Regions from separate parts of the Oryctolagus cuniculus genome. Here region 1 is linked to region 2. Evidence: chromatin contacts called from public Micro-C data. All regions are on one chromosome and are shown on one strand. Each heading gives the region's core, a stretch centred on a gene start, on an enhancer-like site or on the middle of the called end of the contact. The rest is flanking DNA. Distances are from core to core; before and after follow the strand shown.

Region 1 (2,700 bases), core at 14-2,513, 170 kb after region 2:
CAGGCGGATGCCAGCGGGGGGGGTGGGGTTCTGCTCCAGCCCCAACCCTCTGAGCAACTCCTTAAACTACTCACCAGCTCCTTCCCCCTCTGCCATCGACATGTTGTGTGATCCCTGCGGGTCCCTGGCCTTCTCTGGGCCTCGGTTTCCCTACCTATAGGATGGGACGAGGCACTAAAGGAATTCCTAAAAGTTCTGTCCAGCAGGTGGGCAGACCTTGAACCAACCCAAACCAATTCGCTCCCAACAACACTCCTGGGAGGTGGCGGTGGGGCTGCGACCCCACATAAAGGTAGAGAAACTGAAGCCCCATGGGGCAGGGGTCTTGTGGTTGATGCCATTTAACAGCACTGTCACCACGGCGGGACAACCGAGGCCCGTTCCCCTCTCCTGGCCCGGAGCCGCCCTTCCACCTGCCCTAACTCAGAAATCAGCTTCTGCTTCCCATCACTCTCAATCGCCTTGGCCTTCAACTTGGTCGACCCCTCCCCGGCCACCTCGGCCCTAGGAGCCGCCCGGCTCCACCTATCGGCGGGCGGCGGGCGGCGGGCCCTCCGTCCAGCGCGGGGCAGTCCCGCCCACCTCCTCCTTGGTGCGCCCCCATTGGCAGCCACCACAGGTCTGGGGCGGTGGTATCGTGCTCTGATTGGCCAACTCCTCCTGTCCATCCCGCGCTCGCCATGGTGACCACGTTGGGTCCCCCGGGAGAGTTCCAAATTCCGCCCCCGCCCGCCGCCCCCTCCCGCCGCCAGCCCGCAGCATTCCAAGGGCGGCCCCCTCCCCCAGCCGCCCGGCAGCCCCTCCTGGCCCGGGGCTCGAGATCCCCCCCCCAAGAGCCGCCTGTGCCAAAGGAGAGGGCTAGAAAGTTCCGTTCGAAGTTTGGGGGTTGCCGCGGGCGCCCCGCTGGCTCCCGCTCCTCCAGCACGCCTCCCCCCAACTTAACCCCTCCCCTCCCGCGGAAGGTGCGCGGTCCGCAGCGACTTCCCGAGCCGCGGTGACTTTGCGCCCTCCGCCCCCGCTCACCTCGAGCCGGGACTGGCGGGCTCCGGACGTCCTACCCGCCGGGCTGGGTGGAGTGGGCACGGGGCTGGCTGCGGCTGCCGCCGGGAGGGCCGAGGGAGGGCCGCGGAGTCTCCTCCTCCCTCCTGGGGGGAGGGGAAGGAGGGGAGCCGGCGGGGCGGGCGCAGCGGGGCCCCGGCGCGAGCACCGCTGTGGCCCCGCGGTGACCCCGGCTACTTGTGGGCCTCGTAGCCCAGCTTCGGGGCGAGGGGCGCGGCCCGAGCTGGAGAGCCAAGCAGACCCTGCGGAGGCCCCACCCCTGCGTGGGGGCCGGGATGGGGGGGGGGACCGGAGGCAGGGTCGGGGGCCCGCGGGGGCTCGGCGTTCCCGCCTCAGGTTTCCCGGAGCGCCGGCGACATTCCAGGCGGGTCCCGGGCTCCACACGTGGGGCGCGCTTCCCAAGCCCACTTCTGTTGTCCGCACCGAAAGGACGCGGGCCCGCAGGCCTGTGGCCTCAGCCGGCCTCAGTTTCCCCATTTGCAAAACCGCAGAGTTGACCCACGCAGCTCGTGGTGGGGCACCTGAGGCGGCCGCCGCAGACTCCCGTGTGCAGTGAGGCTTGGAGGACCCCGGGCGTCTAGCTGTTTTGGGGTTCCCTCTGTTTGGGGGTAGAGTGGCTGCAGTCCTGGCAAGGAAGAGGGTGTCTGAGGTCCCCCCCCCATCCTGTCCATTGGAAGGCCGCCTGAGGTGGACATGTTTAAAAGACCCCTCCCCAAAACGAGGTCCTAACATTGATAGATTGAGATTTTGCCTAGAAAAAGAAATGAAACATTACGAAGGTAAGTTAGTTTTACCCTAGGTTACCAATAGCTCCTTTCTTTTTTAAATATTTTTTTATATGAAAGCCAGAGTTAGGGGCAGTCAGAGATATCTTCCGGCTATTGGTTCATTCCCCAGCTGGCTACAGGGGCTGCGGCTGGGCCAGGAGCCTCTGCCAGGTCTCCCACGTGGATGCAGGGACTTGGGCCATCCTCCACTGCTTTCCCAGGCGGATTAGCAGGGAGCTGGATCCGAAGTGGAGTGAGTGGGCCTGGACCCAGCACCGATATGGGATGCCTGCCGACCTGGGAAGCAGGCTTAGTCTGCTGAGCCGTGCGTGATACCACTCCTAGCCCACAGCAGATCCTAACTGCGGCCAAGGACCCATTAGAGTGAAGGGAGAACTGGTGTCAAATGCTGATGTTTGAAGTCTTTGTTTCCTCAACAAAGTCCAGGAGAGATCATCCTTCCCTTCTGACCTCATGTTCCTGCAGCAAGGAGAAGTCTTCAACGGCCTCCCCAAGCCCCAAGGGTCACTTTGCGCGCTTCAGTGGGGCAGTGGTTCTCCTTGGGAGGGCTTGGCCACTTCCTTCCCAGATGTTGTGGCCGGTGGCTGCCCTGTTCCTCTGATACTGCTTCTGAGAATTTGGCGAGATAGCATGCATTTTGCAAGACCCGCAGTTCTGCTTGTCCGTTCACTTGCTTCGTGTCTTCCGTGCAGGGCTGCACCTGCTCGTCGGCTGGCGTCAGCTGTCCCTGGGGCCGTGTGGCTCCCATCAGCGCTGGTGGCCGGTCTGGAATTGTGTGGCTGCTCTGGCCTTTGTTTCCTGTGGCCTCTTGGACTTGTGAGATGCAGATGCTGGGAGCTCAGAGGACAAGGGC
Region 2 (2,701 bases), core at 47-2,546:
GGGTAACGCCGCCGCCTCCTCAGGCTCAGCGCGCCGGCTAGCGGGTGTTCTCTCGGTCCGTCCTCGCGAGGGAAGCCCATCTCTGATTTCACGGGGAACACCGACGGGGTCAGGGACGCGACGGGGCCCGCTCGGGAAGGCCGGTAAGTCGAGGCGCTTCCTGGGGGCTCTGGGCCGGCGGCGCGGTCGGGGCTCCGACGCGGCTCGGCTCGGCCGGGCTCCAGCCACGACACCTGGTCCCACGGCCGCCTTTCCAGGAAGTCAGGATGGCCGAGCGGTCTAAGGCGCTGCGTTCAGGTCGCAGTCTCCCCTGGAGGCGTGGGTTCGAATCCCACTTCTGACAATATGCTTTTGCCCATTTTCTGTCTAAGACGCAAAAGCCAGTGGAGTGCGTACGCTGGGCTACACTGAGCAGGAGACAGGGCGGCTCTACAGAGGCGGGCCATTCTTCTTACAGTCCAAAGTCTTTAAGCAGAACACGTCTGCTACTGGAGATTCCTGCTGGACTTGTGAAAGCGGCAGAACAGTATTAAAAAGGCGAAAGGGATTCCCTCACTTGCTTGCCGCTGCTTAGCAAGAAAAGCACGGAAAAAAAAAATCAAGCTTTTGTCAGAAGTGGGATTCGAACCCACGCCTCCAGGGGAGACTGCGACCTGAACGCAGCGCCTTAGACCGCTCGGCCATCCTGACTGCTTGCTCCAGGGCGCGCAAGCGAGCCTCTTCGGAATTTTCATAGCGTGCGCATGCGTAGTGAGCAACGGAACGCACGTTCTCTGTATGGCATGGGCGGAGCCAGGCGAACGTGCTGGAGAGGGGCGGGGCGAGAGGGCCGCCGGGGGCGGGGCGAGGCAACACTGCGGTAGAGGGCGCGCGTGGTCTGCAGGAGGCGCTGCAAGGCCGTGGACCCAGGGACTACGCCTCAAACTGTAGGCCTTCCCTGGCGCGCCGGCTCTGACAGCTGCGCGCCTGCGGTGCCCTTGCGTTCCCGCGCGCTTGTCCCTCGGTGTTCTCTGCAGGTGGCACTCACGCCCGCCTACCTGCGCGGGCCTAGAGGCGTCTCGGTGTGCGGGCGCGCAGACCACGAGCAGCGAGGAGACAGCGTGCGTTTGCTGGCGTGTGCCGCCTGTTCGCTCAGGCCTCGGCCTAGCCGGCGCCCCGCTGCGACACAGCCCGATCCGCCCGGCTCGTGACCGTGTCCCCAGTGCCCGGATCCAGCCTGGCGTGCAGGAGGCGCGCAGGGAAGCTCCGCGGGTGAATTCCTTCCTCGCTTCCTCCTGCCTGCATTCCGTCATTTCGTGACTCATCTGTGCTGCCCCGGCCCCCGCAGCACCTTCCTCGCTTCCCTTCCTCCCCCTGCTTCCCTAACCCCAGACTTCCCCCACGCACCGGCTGTGGCGCCGGGACCAGGAGCCCGCAGGGCCCCGAGGGCCCTCTTCCCTGCGGAACTTCCCAGCCCCTCCCACCCCCTCCGATCCTGGGCCCTAGACTTGCTGTGCCACAAGGCAGGTGCTGCCCCTCTAGCAGGGCATTGGGGGGGGTCGCCCTCGGAAGGTGTGAGCATTGGGGTCACATTAACCCTTTGGTAACCTCGCGCTTGCCTGGGACAGTATCAGAGAGCATCACCTGCGCGCGCACCTCTCCTGCCCCTCTGGGCCAGGCTCCGGATGATGCAGGCCCCTGGGGTGGGCTGAGGTCCTGGTCCTCCCACAGGCCCCCTCCTCCTTGTCTGGCAGAGTGAACTCCTCCAGGTTTAGCACAGACTCTTCTAAAACACACACTGGGCACTGGGAAGGTGGTCTGTGCACACCGATGAGGGGCTTGCTATGTTCTAAATGCTGTGAACAAAACAGACTCTGCTCTCAAGACGCATTCAACATGGAGCCAAGGCAAAAGAAAGGGTCAGAGACAGGGGCCTGCCACACAGCATCCCATGTGGGCGCTGGTTGGCGTCCCAGCTGCTCCACTTTCAGTCCAGCTCCCTGCTAAAGCTCCTGGGACAGCAGCAGAGGATGGTCAAGTGCTTGAGCCCCTGCCACCCTCATGGGAGTCCTGGGTGGAGTTCCAGGCTGCTGGCTTCAGCTTGGCCTGCCCTGGCCTTTGGGGCCATTTGGGGAGTGAACCAGCACCAGCAGATGGAAGATCTCTCTCTCTCTCCTTCTCCCTCTCTCTGTGTAGCTCTGCCTTTCAAATAAATAAATAGCTATTAAAAAAAAAAAAAACAAGAAGAATAAAATCAAATGCTATTCAGGTACTAGGAATAGGGTGTATCAGGAAACAATCTTTTTAAAATGTTTTTGTTTTTGTTTTCCATTTTAAGTTGCATTTAGTTATTTCCATTTTATTTGATAGGCAGAGAAAAATAGATTCACTCCTCAAATGCCCATCACACCCAGGGCTGGACCAGGCAGAAGGTGGGAGCCGGACTCAGACTAGCTCTCCCCGCTGAGCAGCAGGGACCCACGTAACTAAGCTGTCGCCATCACCGTCTGGGGTGCAGGGCCCAAGGACTTGGGCCATCCTCCACTGCACTCCCTGGCCACAGCAGAGAGCTGGCCTGGAAGAGGGGCAACCGGGACAGAATCCGGTGCCCCTACTAGAACCCGGTGTGCCGGTGCCGCAAGGCGGAGGATTAGCCTAGTGAGCCGCAGTGCCAGCGGCTTTCCTAACTTTCATGAGCAAGTGGTTCTTAGCCATGGAAATG

What was found. A called contact is a pair of places that touch in the nucleus more often than the background predicts.
Region 1: a Micro-C map of ear pinna shows a contact between it and region 2, with 2.6 times the contacts expected there. The contact joins the promoter of CCDC102A here to the enhancer-like site in region 2. A contact is called at or near these places in 3 of 6 Hi-C or Micro-C datasets (ear pinna, skin fibroblasts and an unstated tissue).

The regions. Positions count from the first base shown.
Region 1 is chr18:41,071,064-41,073,763 of mOryCun1.1, forward strand. It overlaps CCDC102A (coiled-coil domain containing 102A), which reads right to left and starts at 1,264. Exons shown (of 9, transcript XM_051846800.2): 1 at 1,024-1,264.
Region 2 is chr18:40,901,880-40,904,580 of mOryCun1.1, forward strand. No RefSeq gene overlaps it. Among named protein-coding and RNA genes, the nearest start is that of PLLP, 14 kb to the left of the region's middle. Within about 2 kb of position 1,297, at least 5 of the 8 cell types and tissues checked have an H3K27ac peak or open chromatin away from gene starts, as enhancers often do. A contact at or near this core is called in ear pinna, where this site is marked.